Linked DNA regions of Mus musculus: region 2 is linked to region 1. The links are chromatin contacts, called in public promoter capture Hi-C maps. All regions are on one chromosome and are shown on one strand. Each heading gives the region's core, a stretch centred on a gene start, on an enhancer-like site or on the middle of the called end of the contact. The rest is flanking DNA. Distances are from core to core; before and after follow the strand shown. Region 1 holds the start of Kctd17 (potassium channel tetramerisation domain containing 17). Region 2 holds the start of Fam83f (family with sequence similarity 83, member F).

Region 1 (2,700 bases), core at 42-2,541:
TAAGGATCTGGGTTCGAACCCTGCCTCTGCCTTTTCCAGGCTGTGTGACCTTGAGCCAATCATCTGGCCTCTGGAGCGTTGCTTCTTTCTCCCATAGTCAGAGGATTAGATGTGAGTATAGAGGGTGACCGGATTCCTGAGTGGCCCCTTACCTCTCTCTCAGCACAGGACCCAGTGAATTTCCCTCTTAGGAAAGTTTCCCTCTTGGAGGCTGTGTACCGCGCCCACCCCCACCCCCAGCCAACCCCACTATTCACTAGATGTTTGCAAGTTTCCAAAGAAGCTGCACTCTGATTGGACAAGTGCAGCCTGCAGGGAGGACTGGGATCTGGACAACCCAGCACAGAAGACGGAGACATCAAGGGACAGGGGACTCACCCAAGGGCACAGTGTAAGAGGGCCACAGAATGGGGGACAGGGGACTTTGACAAGCCAACTCCAGAGGCCTTGCACACTAGGAGGCCAAAGTCAGAGAGCAGGGAAGTTCCCCTCTCCTCCCGATTCCTCCCTGGTCATTTGGGAATTTGGCAGGAGAGCAGGGTGAGCCCACAAGTGATAGCTCCAAAGCCAGTGCTCTTCCCTACATTAAGCCCAGCTCCAAGACACCCAGGCCTCCTCCATCTAGTTCCTTGTACCCTTCAGCTGCCCACACCCTAAGGGCGGGGAGAAGCAGCCGCATCAACTCCTTTAAGAGTCAGCCAGGGCAGTAAGGCAGGCCCGGTTTGTTGGTCCCTCCCCAGCGCTCCACAGTAAGGAAGCGTCCCGGATCTGGGGCAGCTCTCCAAAGCTCTAAATGGCTGCGGCCTGTGCTGTCCCGTTGCCACGGCAATGGGTATAGCTATTCCTCTCGGCTCCTCTTCCTCCCCCTCCTCCTGCCTCGGCTCCCCGCCTCAGAATCCTAGGAAAGCCAGAGGCCGAGGGACGCGCAGGCGGGACAGCCCGGGAGCGCGGGGCCAGGACCCCCCTGTCAGCGGGCTCAGGGCTCACCCTGTCCGATTGAAGCTCTTCGCCCTGACACAGGCGGCTGAGGAAGGACTTCTGCTCCCGACACAGCGTCTGGCGGGTGGTCAGGAACACCGTGCCCCCCACGTTCAGCCGCACCCACTTGCCCCAGCCGCCCCCGGGGCGGCCGCCCGCCCCCACCGGTGGCGCTGCCTCCCCGGCCTCCATCCTCATCGCCGGCCGCGTTGTCTGCATCCTTCCCTCCGCACGCCGCGGGCGAGTACCAGGTGCAGGGCATGCCGGGAGCTGTAGTCTGGAGCCAGGGCTGGGATGCTCTGCGCTTGTCCTGGTGTTGCTCGGACAGCACGTCCCGCCCCACATTGCCTTTCTTGGTGATCTATCATCTGGTCTCTCCGTGTGGCCAGACTGCTTGGTTTGCAGAAGGCCCTGCGAAAACAGTGATTTCCTCATTGGCTATCCCCCCCCATTTGTTCTGCTTTGTACGGGGGCCCCAGCTGAGGAATACCTGACCTGAGAAGAACTTTCTTCCTCCAGAAATTCCTATATTTACCTGAACCTACTTTTAAAAATAGGCGCACGCGCCTGTGTGTGAGCATGTGCGTGTGTGCATATGCGTGCATGAGCCACATCAGCAGTGTTTCTTTTTTGTCCCGTGTGTGGCAAAGACCACGGGGATGAGGTATAGTCACCACCTCTTCCTAAATTCTTTGAGGATATGTAGTTGGGCTTAGGGCTGGCTGAACGTTTCTGTGTGCCAGAAGCTGTGTGAGCATACATATGACTCCTTTAAGCTTCCTGCATCCCTGCCGGGTTGCTCTGGATGCCAGTCTTGGTCTAGTCTGAATGCTACGGAGTCTGCTTAAAGAGTGAACGTTCAGAAGATGAAGTTCAGGTACTGGCTTCTCTGGTGCCACTTGGCTTCCATATGTGCTTGACCTGAAGCTTGGAGATGAGGCATGGATCGGCTCTACAAAGTGGGGAAGGGGAGTTTTAGAATAGCCCCCTCCCCCATGATGCTGAGATGCCCAGGCCCCCCAGATGCCTTTCCTTGATGGGAGTGTGGGGTGTGCAGCAGGACTGGGGAGGCTCCAAAGCTCTCAGCAAAGGAGGAATGGGCTTAGGGTTTGGAAATGGTCACTCTAGCATTGGCATTCAAGGTGATTGCTGGGCTAGCAGAATGGAGAGGAAACAGGGGAGGGGGAGGATCCTGTTTGGGGGACATGGTCACTGCTGTTCTCACCCCACTGTTCAGTGAGTTCCTGAGGACAGTTGTTCCTTTTAGGACAACACAGCAGGTACAAAAAGACCTGACTTAGGGATGGCCTAGTTTCACTTTCTGTTGATGTAATATTAACATCCTGCCAAAAGCTAACGTAGGAAGAAAATGGTTTATTTGGCTCATAATTCCATATGAGCTCTTTGCTATAGGGAAGTCTAGGTTCCAGGACCTCGAGGCAGCTAGCCACATCCACAATCAAGAGCAGAGAGAGAACAAATGTATGCTTGTACTCAGCTCACTGTCTCCACTCTTACACCGTCCTGGGCTGAAGCCTAGGGAATGGTGTCTCCCACAGTGGGCTGTGTCTTCCCACATCAATTAATGTAATCAAGACAATCTCCTACAGTCATGCCCACCTGATTCAGACAATTCATCACTAGCTCTCTTCACAGGTGATTCTAAACTGTGTCAAGCTGACCCATCACTGGGGAGGTGAGAGGGGCAAACCCCTTGCAAAG
Region 2 (2,700 bases), core at 154-2,653, 2.2 Mb before region 1:
TGAAAAGTCACTTTTAGCATCAATGCAGCCGCCGTGCAGCTTATTTGGAATAAAAAGATACAAAAAGACCTATTTGAAGTTTGAATTTAATGCAATAGCCCACATTTTATCTGGAAACTACCCAAGTACCCAAGGGCACAGAGGAAAAGATTAGTCTTTCACCTACCCCACAGCCAGCTGTCCAACTGGTATTCTAACCAGGCTCCTTGGAAACATCTCTCAACACCCAAGCAGAGCAGATGGGCAAAGTAGGAGCCTCTTCCTGAGCTTGGTCCAGTGCTTTGTGGGAGCACCCAACACTGGGCCAAGCCACTGCTAGAGCTTAAAATAGCGTTCCTCATTCATTTGAGCCTGCTTGGGCTCTAGTGCCAAGCCCAGGAGAGGATGATAATGGGAAAGTCGGGTTGTTTGGGGGAGAAAGGCTCCTAAGAAAAGCTCATCTGGCCCAGAGGGGAAGGGAGGCTATTACCAACTTCATGCGATTGTGAAGATCAAATAGGGAAACGGCCGAGGATACGCCTTGTAAATAAATCCCTGGTGATAGTTCATGATCAAGCCCTTTGAGTGGCTAGTTTAGCACAGGGCCTCACAACTGTCACACTGCCCAAGGAAGATGGATGGTGACAGAGGTATACCAACACAAGGCTAGCGCACCTAGACACTGTAGTAAGAAAAACCAGTGCTTTGCCACGAACTTACACATCCATCTTTCAAAAGGTCTCATCACAGCTGCACAAGGTGAGCGCCAGCGGGGGTCCATTTCCCAGAGGATGGTGAGAGTGGCCCGCAAGTGAGACCAGGCAGGGGAGTGTGTGTGTGTGTGGGGGGTCCCTCTGGTGCAGGACTGGGGCCCGAGGCCTACCTTCTGGGCCTGCTGGATCATCTGCCTGACCACCTGCTTCAGGTGCGGTGCCTTCTCTTCTTTGGGCGGGTGGGTGAAGAGCGTGACTCGGCTCACACCGCGGTAGAAGTTGGTGTCTGTCCACCCCAGGTCCAGTGGGGGCACTTCGGTGTCCGAGCGGTCTGGCCAGTAGGCCAGGGACTCAGTGGGCTGGGCCGGGACCTTGGCCTTGGCCTTAGCCTTGGCACGGGTGCTGGAGACTGCCTCCTCGTAGGGGCTCCAGGCGGCGCAGAGGGCCTGGCGCTCCTGGCTGGAGAGGAAGTCCCGCAGCCGCTCCTTCTTGACCAGTTCGCGGTAGGCCTGCTCGCCTCCACCCAGCAGCGCCTCCAGCGCGGCCCGCCGCCTCTCGCAGTAGTAGAAAGCTGCATGTGCCTCGGTCACCCTCTCGTTCACGTGCGCCTCGTCCAGGCAGCTCAGTTGGGACTCGGCCATGGCGCCCCAGCCCTGTCCCGGGGCCCCAGGCTCGGACCCTGCTGTCCCCACCGCCGCACCTGGAGCGCTCGAGGGGCGGGGCGCCTCACCTGGCCGCGAGGTCCGCCTCGGCCCGCCCAGCGATCGCCAGTCGGCCAATCGGCGCGGGCCCCGGTGCGGGCGCGGCCGTCGGGCGGAGAGGGACCGCCGCCTCTGCAGGGCTTGCGGGGACCTCACGGGCGGCTCAGCCGACGCCCTGCGTCTCTGGCCTACTTAGCCCGGCTGGGGTGCAGAGTGTCGGCGTGGAAGTGAAAGCCCGGCTGTGGTCAGAGGCACGTGCGGCCTTTGAGTCACGCCCGCCTCCCAGCTGCGACCCATCAGTGCAGGGAAGGTCGGCGACCTGACCCCTTTACGCCTCCAGCACCCTCGGGACTCAGCCCCGCGGGTACAGCCTCATCTTCCCGCAGGCAGGGCCCAGAGCACGTGTTCTAGTCCGGACGCCTGCGGAATTTAGTAGCATCCTGACCCACTCCGGCCTTCAGGGTCCAAGTGTGTGTGCTGTTGGGCTAGATCGTCGGACTGTGTAGGGGGCAGTCTGTGTGGGAAAGCAAAGATGCTAATGAAATCCCTAGTTCTCCCGCCCACGCGTCCCAGTTCTGAGATCAGAGGCCTCCAGGGGCTGTCAATTCAACACCAACACCGTCACTACAAAATTTTTTTCTCCTAAAAGAATCACCCAAATAGCAAAGATGTAAGCAGGAGGCAGTGGATTTGCCCCTCATTTTAATTTGAAGTGGTGTGTGCGTGTGTTTGGGCCTGATAGGCTGCCAGAGGCCTGATTACTATATTAGCGATTCAAAATACATGTTTGAGCCCAAGGAAGGAAGCTGAGCACAGACACGCGCGTGCACACCACCACCATCACCACCAGAGGATCTGCTGTTTCCCATTGGATTAAATACAATCTTCTTAGTCATTAACATATTATTTTGTTCGTGTGCTGCTGTACAATTTTGATTCTCCACATTCAAAATATTTTCAGATCATAGCAACCAAAGGTTCACATTTCTCTCATTTTGTAGCACAGCGACTTGGAGCTGGAAGGAGCTTTAGAAATGAGTCCAACCCCCTCATTTCACAAACGAGGAAATTGAGGCCTAGAAATAAATGCTTTTCTATATCTCCCGAGAAAGGAGCGGCTAAGCAAAGGAACTGCTATGCTCTCTGCGGTGAGGGAGGTCCTTTCCCAACATGTGGCCTCCTTTGCTTGTTCTTATAAAGAAACAGAGGTTATTGGGGTTATTAGGGGTGTGTATGAAGGAGTCAATAGGCATCTCTCTCTCTCTCTCTCTCCCTCTCTCTCTCTCCTTCCTTCTATCTCTCTCTCA

Evidence for each region. Promoter capture Hi-C pulls out the DNA fragments that hold promoters and counts their contacts.
Region 2: a promoter capture Hi-C map of liver shows a contact between it and region 1, with 4 times the contacts expected there. The contact joins the promoter of Fam83f here to the promoter of Kctd17 in region 1. A contact is called at or near these places in 2 of 39 promoter capture datasets (both in liver).

The regions. Positions count from the first base shown.
Region 1 is chr15:78,427,155-78,429,854 of GRCm38.p6, reverse strand. It overlaps Kctd17 (potassium channel tetramerisation domain containing 17), which reads right to left and starts at 1,291. Exons shown (of 8, transcript NM_001289671.1): 1 at 988-1,291. The coding sequence starts at 1,197.
Region 2 is chr15:80,670,550-80,673,249 of GRCm38.p6, reverse strand. It overlaps Fam83f (family with sequence similarity 83, member F), which reads right to left and starts at 1,403. Exons shown (of 5, transcript NM_145986.2): 1 at 863-1,403. The coding sequence starts at 1,333.